2 separate regions of the Anas platyrhynchos genome follow, and region 2 is linked to region 1. Evidence: chromatin contacts called from public Hi-C data. All regions are on one chromosome and are shown on one strand. The core of a region is the stretch at or near the end of the contact, and the rest is flanking DNA. Distances in the headings are between cores, read along the strand shown. Region 1 has its middle 6.5 kb from the start of CLBA1. Region 2 holds the start of AHNAK2 (AHNAK nucleoprotein 2).

Region 1 (6,488 bases), core at 1,716-4,215:
ACATGTCAGCAGCTGCTCATGTGGGTTTTATCACCCTGCTGCAAAACCAGGAGAACTGTCAGTGCTTTGGCATTGCTCCAGGGCTGCTATTCCTGGATCCCACAGAAGACCCCTCCGAGGTCGCACTGTGAGATAGCTTTTTGGCCTCCTCCCCACCACGACTGGCAGCGGCACCCTCTGTGTGCCTGCTCCTGTTTCCAACGCAGTAAGGGTGCTGCTCTTCCGTACTTGTTTCTTGGTGAGGGGGGACACAAGGCTTCTGATGGAATTAGTTTTGAGCCCAGCTCTGCAGGGAAGTGATAAATATCACCAGGCAGCTCGGGAGGGCTGGCACACCATTAAAAGCAGTCCCCTGTGAGCTGCAGGGGAAATCATTCACCCAGCAGCTATGTGAAACCATCAGCAGCCATCATGAACTGCCTGCCCCATCCTGACCTGGCATGGATGGCTTTGCTTCCCACCCATGCGATAAATATTGTCATACAATCATAGCATCATTTAGCTTGGGAAAGACCCTTAAGATCATCCAGTCCAACCGTCACCTAACACTGCAAAGTCCACCACTAAATAATGTCCCTAAGCACCACATCCACACCTCTCTCAAATACCTTCAGGGAAGACAACTCTACCACTTCCCTAGCCATCCCATTCCAATGGCTTAACCACTTTTTCTGTGAAGAAATTCTCCTGATCCAACCTAACCCTTCCCTGGTACAGCTTGAGGTCATTTCCTCGCATCCTATCACTTGTCACCCAAGAAAAAATGCTGATGCCCTCCTCTCTGTAAAATCCCTTTAGGTAGCTGTAGAACCCATACAACATCCAGTTCTCGTAAGTACAGCTTGAGGGCTGTCTGGTTAGGTGGCGTGGCCCCACAAAGGTGTTCTTATTTTTCTCTTATTGCTGTTTTCTCCTACTTAAAGCTCCACTCCTTGCCCTGAGTGCAGTCAAATCAGAAAAACTGGGAGCATAGCTTTTTATGGTTTCCCTTCTGAATGCAGCTGAAAGTGGGCCCTACACTCTCTGGACTTGCTCCTAGAAAAATACTACACATCCCACAGCTTCAAAGAGGAGGTTGTTAAATGTATGGCAGCAGCACGTGGTACCATAACAAAGCTGTATTCAGTGCTAATCGGTGTCACCAACTTACACCTGCTCCTTGCTCTTTGATAATTTCCTATTAAGCTACAGTTCTGTGTCTCTTTTCTGCTGATCATTCCAAATCATCATAGACTGCACTGAGCACCTCCATAAATCCAACAGTCTCTGCCACCCGCAATTTTTTTTTAGATATCTAGACATTAATTTATAGAAAACACGCCTTGTAGTTTTTGCCAGTGCCCTGCACGCACTGTAAATTGAGTTGTGATCGCTGCGGTTTGCAGCTCGCTAATCCTCTGTTTTAATGCCCGATTAGGCCCCAAATCCATTATTGTTAGTGAGATGTGCGTGTGTGGAGGGCAGGAGGATTTCATCCTCTCTGAGCGCTAAGCTGCTAAAGGTACACCTGACTGGTGCCGTACCAGTGTATTAATTAGCCTGCTTGGAAATTTCATCGCTTCAGTGAGGTTGCTGAAAGGTCAGGCACTCCATTAGGATTGCTGCGCTTCAACTTTAAGTCTGAGCACTTGATACTTAAAAAAAAAAAAAAAAAATCCAGAAAAAAATAAAACCACAAATCACAAAGCACAAAGATTTTTTTTTAAAAAAACTTGAGTCCCTCCCTTCAAGCAACATTTGGAAGAACACCAAATTACAATAATTAGCATCTCTGAAGAAGATGCAAGAGATTACAAGAACCTTGCCTCTTCTTTCCCCAGGTGAGCTTCGTAAGGGCTCCAAAGGCAGGTGGAGCAATGGTCAGCAGTTCACTTTGCAGAGGGAGAATCAGCACCATCCACCTGCCCTGTGACACAAAGAATGAAAGGAGGTTGAAGGTATCCATCCCTGAAAGAAGGCACTGAGGCTGGTAGATGTCTCCTTGTCACAAATTCTGTGAAGTAGAATTAATTACTCATCAGTACAGATGTCATTTTATTCCTTGGAGGGCATCACTGCAGTATGAATGAAAAATACATGCCATCATTGCTAGAAAATAAAAACATGGAATGAAATGGCAGAAAGGCCAAATTTGTGTGAATTTTGCATACGTGCATAAGGCAGTCATCTACCTTTCCTGCTGGGTGGTGCCACCACCAGGTAGAGCACCATGACTGTGGTATAGACAGCAGGCAAGGGTTTAGCTACCAGGCAAAATAGCTGACAAGTTTTTAAGCTGAGGTAAACTCCCAGCTGAGCTTTCAAGCTCTCGTGATGCCTGCTTTTACATCTGGCAGGTGAGAACGTGCTCTCTGGGACCTCTCTCTGAGCTTTAAGGTCGGACACGTGCGTCTCATAGCTGGGGGAGCCACAAATGTGCACAAGGAGTTCTGGCAGCCCAGGGGACAGATGGCAGCTCGTGGAGCTGCAATAAAATAACCCTGGATTGCATTTGGCTGCGAGTGAGCCCAGCGAGGCAGGGCAGGCTGTCAGCGCAGGGCTGCAGGAACATGCCCTTCCCTCCTGCCTTCCCTGAGAGTGCTCCCAGCTTATCTTCCTTCTCGTCACTGCTAAAAATACCGTGTGTACCACACTCAGTCAGATACAGAGCGATTTTTAGAATTCATATGGCATGGGGACTGCTTTAAAGCCTGATTCAACCACCCCCATGAGCCTTGTTGCCAGCTACCCTTTGCAGCGTGCAGTTAATAAGGCAGTCTTTAACTTCATTCTTGATTGCAAAGTGCTAAACTAACTACAGCTCAGTGTATCGGCTTCTGTAAGAAGAAGAACTCAAACCTACAAGGTTAAAGCTGGCTGTGAGGAGCTGGACGGGGAAAGGAGGCTGCTCAGCACCGTAACTGCAAGGTTGGACAATTCACGGAACAGATCAAAAGAGGGCAGGCGAGAGCACACAACCCCTTCCTCCTGTGCTAGCAATGCTATCGCGGCTAAAGCTGCAAGAGGGCAGCATGTGTTGTGTTTAATGGTTTATTGGCTCCACTGCTGAGGTCACATTTCTGAGAGCAAAACAAATCAGCCGTAAATTCAGGGAACCTCTGCTGCCACAGCTGGGTCCGGCCTGGGACTTCAGAGCCTGGACCTAGATACAAACTCTCCCCAAATGCCCAAGTACTTGCATTTTAAGATTTAGATTGTGTTCATTTCCATTTATGGGAGAGAAAGAGAGAAAGAGAGAGAGACAGAGAGAGAGAGAGACAGGAAGGAAGGAAGGAAGGAAGGAAGGAAGGAAGGAAGGAAGGAAGGAAGGAAGGAAGGAAGGAAGGAAGGAAGAGAAAGAAAGAGAGAAAGAGAGAAAGAAAAAAGAAAGATAGAAAGAAAGAGAGAAAGAAAGAGAGAAAGAAAGAGAGAAAGAAAGAAAGAGAGAAAGAAAGAAAGAGAGAAAGAAAGAAAGAGAGAAAGAAAGAGAGAAAGAAAGAAAGAAAGAAAGAAAGAAAGAAAGAAAGAAAGAAAGAAAGAAAGAAAGAAAGAAAGAAAGAAAGAAAGAAAGAAAGAAAGAAAGAAAGAAAGAAAGAAAGAAAGAAAGAAAGAAAGAAAGAAAAAGGAAGAAAGAAAGAAAGAAAAAGGAAGAAAGAAAGAAAGAAAAAGGAAGAAAGGAAGAAAGAACGCATCTATTAGCAGCTGGCCTAGGCTTCTTATGCTATTGTAAATGAGGTTAGCAGTGCTCTATGGAGTATTATCATAAGGTTGCAATTAGCAATGAGAACCATGCCACACACATTTTACATTAAAGAAAACGGTTGTAGTAAAAGGCCAATGATGTTGCAATTCAAGCAACATCAAAGTGTGCGCATCATGTAAATGACTTATACAGCAAAATGTAAGCTTTAGAGGCATAGACACACCAAAAATGTATTTAAAAAAAATATCTTGTTGAAAAGTCTGGTCACATTTTATGTTAATTTTCCATATTTTTAATATTTTATAAAAGGGCACTAATTTATTATTAGCCTGAATACAGACATGATTTACTTGGATATGAACATGTCAAGGAAATACATTTTGCTAACTAAAACCGTCTTTTAAAACAAATTTACTGAGCTATTACATTTTATAAAATACTTAACCATGTACTAGCCATCTAAATGTTCACCAGTTGCTTTCTACTTATAAGCTATTAATGCTTTATATGCTGTTTATGAGCAGAAACCTGCAGAATGAGGTGTTTTGAAAGCTTCTGGGAGCCTTACAATTTTTAACTTACAGCTAACACCTGGATGTTGTTCTCCCTATGGTCAGCGAGACTGGGCCATTAGCTGTAACTGGAAAAAAGACTGGGTCCTCTATTTTGAAATAATGACACCAAGGTTTCTATATTTAAATCATTTAATATGGAAAGGCTGCTAGGCAAAAATACTCCAAATAAAGAGAGGGCTGAATTGAGTTTGGTGGGGTAACTTTAGTATTTCATAACTTTGCCTTGTTTAATTTTTAATGCATTAATTTTGCATTTGAACACAGCATCTTTCAGCATAGATATATTGGACTATATTTAGTGCCAGTTAATGCAGCCTATGCTAAGTAAGTAAGGGCCATGGATGCATCTGACAGCATCTTTATGAGGGATCTTAACAGCACAAAGCGCCTTCTTGCAGAACATCCCAAACGGAGACTTAGAAGACAATGACATCAGGGGGTAAAAATGCACACGGTCAGCACATCTGGATCAGCACATCGTGACAGCATTTGCTGCAAGGGACCTTTTCAAGCCATGGTCAGACTCAAGCTGCCATTTTCCAGGCAGAAGCCTTGGGCAGGACAGCAGTATAATTTTCCTGGGTCTAAGCCTGCTGGTGTAATGGGGTGCATGTTGTATCCTACTTCCCCAGTGGGGCAAATTATGCCCAGAAGTTCTCATTTCAGGACTGCTGAGTATTTGAAAGGCTGTTAGTGTAGTGTAAAAAGCAGCAAAGCAGAACCTGTAACATGGGAAAAAACATCTGAGGTTTGTTCTACAGGTTGAAAATGATCCTCAGACAGTGCTGGAAAGGGAAACGTCAGCTTAGCCAAAATGCAAGTGCAGAGGGAGCCTCTGCTCTAGCCACTGCTACTCTAGCAGCTCTTGGTTTGCACTGTGGCATTGCTGTGAATGCCTTGTCCCACAGCCATGAAAGCTGGTGGCAAGGCTGACTGCTGCTCCATGGCAATGTTCTTGCAGCAGGGGTGAGGGACAGGCCCTCCTGACACCACACTTTGCACCCAAACAGCTGGTGAGGTTCCAGCTGTGCGCCCTGTAAGTCTCCAGATGTTTGCTGGTGAAGACAACATTTGAGCTACCTACTGCAGACAGTGGTCATGTGTGATCAGAAGTGAAAGTGGAGGTCTGTGTTCAGCTGGTAGGGGGGATGCGAGGCTAACCATGCCACATGCCAAAATTTGCCACACGTTCTGTGCCACAAAGCCATTCCTCCATCCTGATAGACTGACCAAGGTTTGGGTTGGTACCTGGGCATCCTGCTTTGTTCAATTTCAGTGTGCCTCTCTGATTTAGCCCCCATGCCAGGGATTTGGCTAACTGAGCAGCATGTGAGACGTGGGCCTGGAGAAGTGCTGGGCTTCCTCTGCTTGGAAGCATCATGTGGCTGCTGGCTGATCACCCCATGTGCAGGGAGCTGCAATCTGCTACCAGGTTTCCTCTAGCTGTGTGTGAGGATGCCACTTGTTTTGAATATGCCCTGTGTCCCTTGCCTTGGTACGCTATGGGTGCCACTGCTCGTGTTCTTCCCTTTCTCACCCATGAGCATGAGGAAAAAATACGATTACCCATCACTTGGTTCAGCCAAAGGACTACATGGATGATTTACACCTCATTCACCAGACAGCCACACCAGCAGTCTGCAATTCAGAGCACTCTTTATGTAAGAGAGCTGTCTGTCTGTTCTATCTCGGTTTTGCTGTTATTTTTACCCTTTTCTTTTGCTACATCTCCAAAAAATCTGTGGGGCCTTAGCTAATTTGGCTTCATTTACATTCAACCAGCCAGACCAAATTACTGATTTCAGATGTCTGATCTATAGCATAGGATAGAGTCTTGAAGCAATTAAATCTAGAAGAACTGGCGTGTGTGCAGTAGTGCGGATTGACTCCAGCACCATACCCCTTTCCATCTTCATGCTTTAACCAAGAAATTAAAATACTTTTTTTTTTTTTTTTTAATGATATGGAATCTTAATTTTACAACAGTAAAAAAGAAAAAAAAAAAAAAAGTCTAGAGACCATTTGCTGACTTTTGATTATGATTTTTTTATTTGATTCCCAAAGTCCTTGACATTCTAAGTAACAAGCCTCAGCAAGAAATATGAGGACCGTGTGTATTGCAAAACACCAAATTTTTTAGAGCTCTTCCATGAACAAGGGGACCTTCATGGCTTAAGGAGCTACCTCCCATCAGCTGATCCCTGGTTACTCATCCCATATGCATTTGCTGC
Region 2 (6,610 bases), core at 2,904-5,403, 53 kb after region 1:
TTGTGTGAGAGGTGGAGGAATGTGAAGCAAAGGCCAGAGGAAGCCCCCTGCCAGCTCTTGCTGCTTGCTCTGGTGGGGGCTGTTGATGCTGAGGATAAATGACACCCTCGGTTCGATGTGAGGACTCACTGCCAAGACAAACAGCCAACAAACAGCCGGGATGCGCTTGTCCATACAAAGGAGTGGCTGCAGAAGAAGCCTGGATACCGTGTCCCATTGTCCCCATCAACACCCCATCCCCACCACAGTCACCTCTGGTAGCCTGAATCCCTGGGATGCTCGGGGCTGTGATATTTAGTGATGTGGTATCCCCATGGGATTTTGGCTGGCAGTGAGGTTGCCAGAGGGCTATTTTCACCCTGCTCCCACATAGTGCACACCTTTGGGGATGAGGTGGTGTTGAGGAGGGGCAGAGGAGGGGGGAGCTCTCAGTGTTGCTGCCACAGAAAAGGCACCTGGAACTGTTCCCCCTTACAAGGGAGCTTCCTCCACCCTGTTCAACCCACTCTGGAGTCTATTCATTCTGGAAAACGATCACCACCAATCTGTCAAATACCAAAGGAATAGCCATGTCTCAAGGCTACATCCACGTCTTTACATCAGCACAGGCAATTACATAACTTTTCTTGGTTACAAGATACAGATGAATTTTAAAATGCCTTCAAGATCCTAATTTTTCTAGGCTTAACCCTATGGGCTTACTAAGTAGTAGCATCTACGGACCAAAACTTACTGGCATAACATCTTCATTGTATGTTGAAGTATTTTTGGGGCCATAAAGGTTGCACAAGTGTAGCCTTTCATTCCTGTTTCTCCATCAGTTTGTTCCTCTACAAACTCTGCTAGTCCATGTGCCGGCACAGAGCCTCGTCGTGTGGACAGCAGCCAGGTCTGAGGTTAGAGTAATTAGTCCTGGCTGTGCTTGCAGGGTTTTCTTTAGTACAATTGCACCATCAGATTTCTATCTGTGTGAGTTCCTCTGCCAGAACAGGCTGGAAAAAAAAAAAAAAAAAAAAAAAAAAAAAAAAGTGTCCAGTTGGTAAAATTATTGTGGGTGAAATATTAGTAAATTTATGCTGGCAAGGTCATTGTAAATTATAGCATGTGCTCAATGCTGCACTCATAGAATACGTAAAAGAAAAGACACAAAACTGCTTCACCTCCCCTTCACCACCACAGAGCTTTCCATCTCACCTCAACATGGAATTTTTCTTACGAAATGCACAGGTGGGATGGCCCACTGGATGAGTTCACTGTGAGAGCCCACCTAGGCACCAAAAAGAAATAAAAAGAACAGCCTTATATGCTTCACCATTTTCATAGGGCACAGAAGGTAGATGCACTGTATAACCTAGGATTTTTCTCCAAACTCATTCTCTATTCTTTTTTTAAAGTTCGTGACATGCAGCACGAAGCAGCATGCCTTAACGTCCTGCAGAAGACGTGCTGTGGATGTGCATGAATACAGAACAGGCCAGGTTCCCTACACGTTTGTTTTCAAAGTCTGGTCACACAGAAGCAGCACTCATATTGGACTGATGATCAACGTCAGGAACTCCCATTGAGACTCAGCACTAGCATGAAAGGGGTGAAACCACTCTGCACTCTTGGGATATTGCAAATTTTGCTGCCACTACTTGGGAGAGGAAATGTGAGAGCCCTCAGTGAAGCCAATGCTACTACATGAGGTGGTTTGCCCCAGAAATTCTCTTTTGAGAGTAGAGTTTCTGTTTCGTAAAGGTCTCTACTGCCACTATTTAACATAATAACAAGAAAAGATTCTTCTAATGACCCAAAATTCAATACAGCTTATCTTTTTTTTTCTGTATTACATAGAGAAAATTTAGCATTTCTGTGGAACCCATTTTCCCAGGGGATCAATGTTCTGGCAGCACAGAGACAAGTTACGGGGACTGTTCTGCTGACTCCTATTGCTGACTGTGAGTTAATATAATCGATGGGGGAATTCACCACAAAGCAAGGCTGGACCCTTGATATGTGCCTTTGAGAACATTGCTGCCTTCTTAGTGCCTCACCCTGAAAATGAATACCCTCCTCTTTATTGGGCTCCTATATTTAATTAATGGCTGTAAAGTATCTGGAGATGGTAGAAGTAGGGACGTTGTGCAAGTCTGATGATTCATATCATCATTCCCAGGCTACAGACTCTCTTTGATATTAGGAACAACAGCAAGAAAGATGCTGACGGTGGTGGCATTGGTTTTGGCTCCAGCTGCTGGAATGTATACTCATCTCCTATCTTACAATCCCAATTACACCTGCAGATTTACTCCAGATTCACGCTAGCATAACTGGAAGAGGTAGTTGGGCCACAAAAAGCCTTAGTACATTTAGAATAAAGCAATGATTAGGAAAACAAAAAGGACCAGAACAGGATGTATGGAAAAAGGTGAAGAAGGTGAGACTGAGCAGCCAAGTGTGAAGGAGCTGGAACCCAAGCTGTTCTAAAATACAGAGCAATTGGGGATCTGGATCAACGTTCAGAGTTTCTGAGCCTTCAGCAGCTGCTGTCTGTATTACAGAGAAAGGCCAGGAATCCTAATGAGAAGAAAGAAGCAGGGTTGGGCTCCAGTCCCTACACAGATGAGGAGGAGCAGGAAAAAATATGAGACTTGGAGTGCTGCACAGGTCCCGCATCACCACAAAGGCAGCAGTAGCATTAAAGGGAGGAGGACAAAAACATCCTAGAAAAGCTTTTCCATGAAAAATCATGAAATTATATGTCAAGCAACCTATAAAACATCTCAGGAGGAAGCTAAATAACAGGATTTTTCTTGTCATCCTCCCTTCCTCCTTGTGTCCGCTCTTACTCCAGAGTGACCTTACTGAAACAGCACAAGAGCAGCTGGACTCCTCCTAACTCAGCCTAAGGATAACTCACCTCCCCTCTACACTGTTCCCATTTCTTTGTTCGACCTGTGCCGTGCTTGTCTCATACACTCTAATCCCTGCCCTGTCCCAAAGCGGGAGTGAGTAGAGGAAGGATAAATGCCAACCTGCTCCTCGATGAGCAGAACATGCCCGGTGGGAGGGTGAACACGGCGCCTTTGCCTGCTCACTGGACTTGGCGAGCAGAGGAAAAGCTGTCACTTGTGTGTCACTGCCCTGATTTCCAAAGGGGAAGAAGTTGTAAAGGAGAATCTGATCCTCGCCATCACCAGCCCTGCAATATAACTGAACTTTAGCAGAATATTTGCTGGGTTATGTAATAGAGATGGATTACAACAGCCTGCCACATGGTCGAAAACTGCAGTTTTAACCCCCGGACAGACTGCACTGTGATAGGTAAAGATAAGCAAGTGATGGGGATATGAGAATAGTCCAGCTCACTCAAACCTCTAAAACACATCTTGGAGGTCCATCTGATGGGACTGCTCCAAATATCCAAGGCCACTTTTCTTTCTGACCTACCTGCTTGTGCACGACCTTTCTGTCTTTCTCCTCACCTCTCCTTCCCAGCCGTCCCAGGGGGGTTCCTCCCGTTCCCCATATGCCTCTTTCTCAGGCTTCCCACCCTTCCTGGCTGCTGAGGACCCCTTGGAGGCATTCCCTCATCTGCAGTGTCATCCTCCCTTTGTGCCCTTGCCACCCCTCCTTCAATTGCAGGTGTGGTTAAGAAGTTTCCTCAATTCAGAGAACAAAAATGTGGTAGTGTGGGCTGCAGGGCACTGCAAGACCGAGGCACCAGCCCTACTCTGGTCGTTAACCCCAAACCACCACATCTTCCCTACTGCTGCTTTCAGGTTCATCGCTGTGGGGATGAACCCGTCACCCTCAGTGGGGACAGGCAGAGTGGCACCTTCCCTGTCCAGCACAGCCGTACAGAAGCCTCCCTACATCTGGCCGGCTGTTGTTTAGGCACTGCTTAAAAACAGGAGAAGCTGAGCATTGGAGCTAATTAAGCGAGGCAGGGAGACACAAGGAATGTTTTGAACAGAAGAGAAAACAAACAAAGCCCTGGCGAGGGCTCAAAGGCAAGGCGGGCTGGCTGCTGTTTGCCGCCCGGCATGCGGAGAAGCTCACGAAGGCTTGCAGGAACGCGGGCAAAGGGAGTTGGCTTTGGGAAGCCCTGGCCACGAGCGGCTCACATGATGCGAGGCGGGGTTTGGGGCCAAATCCGCCCCACCCCGGGGACCGGGGCCCATGAATGACCCGAAGCACCTCATTCATCACGGCGGGGACGGCTGTCAGCGGGGAGACGGGGACGGAGAGCTGCCCGTGGCACCCAGGTAGGCGCTGGCTTTTCTCCTCACCATCACACAGGGCTCCAGTGACCTCCTTGCTCCTCCGAGCACACGCTGCATCCAGCGCTTCCACCTGTGCCTTACATCTCTTCGCTTTCGTTTCCCCCAGCTGCCGGGGCTGGATGCGTGCTAGGATGATAAGCTGGGTTTATTTTCCTTCTCCTGCCACTGCTGTTATGACAAACGGCAGAAAGTCGGATCCCCCCCCATCCTGACAGAGCAACCTACGTGCTGCTGTGGCATGTATGTTTGCTTTCTTCACAAGCGCCTGCAAAATAGAGAGTGGCAAGGAGCTTCTTGAAATGGTTATGAATCTTAACTGGCACCCACCCAGGCCCCCAGATGGGAGAAGAGGAGCTTTTTCTAAGCCCTTCCCACATTCTTGTGCAAATAGAAGGGATGAATGATCACCAGCCCCAATGCCAGACAGTTTTCTGGGCCAAATTCACACACGAGTAGAAGGAAGCCAAGGGGAACTGAAACTGGTGTAGCTCTCCCTTCCTTCCGCTCATCACGATGACCATATTTCATATGCTCAGATCCTTCTGGGATTGCTTAGACTGACTGTGTAATTATTTTCATCCTTGGATTAAGCAGGCCAAATATGTAAGCTGGATCGCAGCTCGCTGAGATCTTATTTTACACCATATTTTGTCCCTCTGGCATATACATTACACAGCAGCAGATTGGATTTAAGTAGTTTTTTTCAGAATAAAAGTCTGTCCTTGCTTGAGGGTGTCAATTCACCAGTAGTTTGTGCTGCTCGTCATGTATGGGTACTTCAAAGGACCATGGAAAAGCCCTAATCCAGGCATCTGCCCACGCTGGCTCTCAGCACACAGCCTGACACCCTCCAGCCTTGGAGCACACACAGCTCGCACAGCCTGCAGGTTACAGGAAAGGCGTGACTTGGTGTATAAACTTGTAAGTGCAAATAAGACTTGTAAGTGCAACCTCATTCCTGATAGCTGCACTCCGTCCTTCACTGCTTGTGATCACTGATGAGCAGAGCTTTATACTTCACGTGTGAGCCTAAACCTGGGGGACATCTCTATTCTCGAGTTAAATTGAAACAATGCTGATTTAAACTAAAGATAAAAGGATACAAAGGCTGTGGGATCCCCAGAAAGGAGAAAAGGGTTCAAAACCAGCTTCCATCTGCCTTGTCAGATGTGTAGGTACAGGAGAAGAGGTGGACTTTCAGTGGATCATGCTATGGACAGTCCTGCAGCCTGGAGTCACACACTATTTACGCATTATGAAATGCATGACATGTTCCATCTGCCACAGGGTCAGGGTCAACAGGTGCAGTCAAAATTAACTATATTTTTGATGTGCACCACCTTGCTTTCTACTGGCAGAGTGCCACCTAAAAGCTGAAAGCTCCCATGGCTGAAAATTATTTGCTGAGCAGCTTTGATGAGCAGCCAGAGATTTCCACGCTTTCCAGGGAAATAACACTAGTTTTGATAGCTCCAGCTGTGGCTCCTCTCTACTTTGGTCTGTCTTAATTTGTGCTATGAGCACTCATGGTCAAAACTGCAATTGCGTTGTTTGACCATGTGAGATTTTACAGACCAATTTCTATACTTACTATTAATACATGTTCAAAATCTTCATCCAGGCTCTTCCCCAGGAAGTTGTGCACTAGACAATTTGTGAAAATGTCAGTGTGGCAGGCAGAAAATGCATGAGGGGCAAATCTTAGCCATACACCTAGGAGGATTAATTCCCAAGAGACCCAGCTCTCCTCGACTTCTTCCCTACTTGCTCCACACAATAAATTCCAGCTTCTTCTGCACTCCAAGGGCTCAGGAGGTTTCCACCTTGCTCCTCATTCAATCCAGGTGAAGATGTTCTCTTCTCAGCCAATCCTTATCTAGGTCCCACCTGTATCTTCACCTCATCTCTCCAGCAGCTATTGCAGTGATGTCTGCCATGGCTTTTGTCCACTGTCTCCTCTCTCCAGCTCTGCAATCTGCAGGATTGTTCCCAAGCAGGGGCTGACTTGCTGCCAACCCATTCTGCCCCAGGAGATGGGTGTTTGCAGGGACATGTTCTGGCCAGAATCAGAGAATTTTTAAATGGGAAAAAAAAAAAAAGAGAGAAAAAAGAAACAGGACCATTGCACTAAGGAAGATAGGTAAGGGAATCTTACAGTGGCTGGGAAGGAAAGGCTGCATCAGACTGCTGTGTATCACGGTGCTGTTATCAGGATGCACGCACTCCAGCAGTGTTACCATCACTACTCTTCCTGCTCTGCCTGTTGCCTGGTCAGTTTGGTTTTTATAAAATGTCTGTTTCTTACAATTCATGGATTGTTTGGCTGTTAAGGCTCTAGGTAA

What was found. A called contact is a pair of places that touch in the nucleus more often than the background predicts.
Region 2: a Hi-C map of subcutaneous adipose tissue shows a contact between it and region 1, with 2.1 times the contacts expected there. The contact joins the promoter of AHNAK2 here to the enhancer-like site in region 1. A contact is called at or near these places in 2 of 8 Hi-C or Micro-C datasets (F1 follicle and subcutaneous adipose tissue).

Annotation. Positions count from the first base shown.
Region 1 is chr5:8,928,311-8,934,798 of IASCAAS_PekinDuck_T2T, forward strand. No RefSeq gene overlaps it. Among named protein-coding and RNA genes, the nearest start is that of CLBA1, 6.5 kb to the left of the region's middle. Within about 2 kb of position 2,966, at least 2 of the 8 cell types and tissues checked have an H3K27ac peak or open chromatin away from gene starts, as enhancers often do. A contact at or near this core is called in subcutaneous adipose tissue, where this site is marked.
Region 2 is chr5:8,979,798-8,986,407 of IASCAAS_PekinDuck_T2T, forward strand. AHNAK2 (AHNAK nucleoprotein 2) reads left to right here and starts at 4,154. Exons shown (of 7, transcript XM_072038223.1): 1 at 4,154-4,250. The coding sequence starts at 4,169. It overlaps LOC106018960 (a long non-coding RNA gene), which reads right to left and starts at 1,318. Exons shown (of 2, transcript XR_001193397.5): 1 at 1,195-1,318; 2 at 575-992.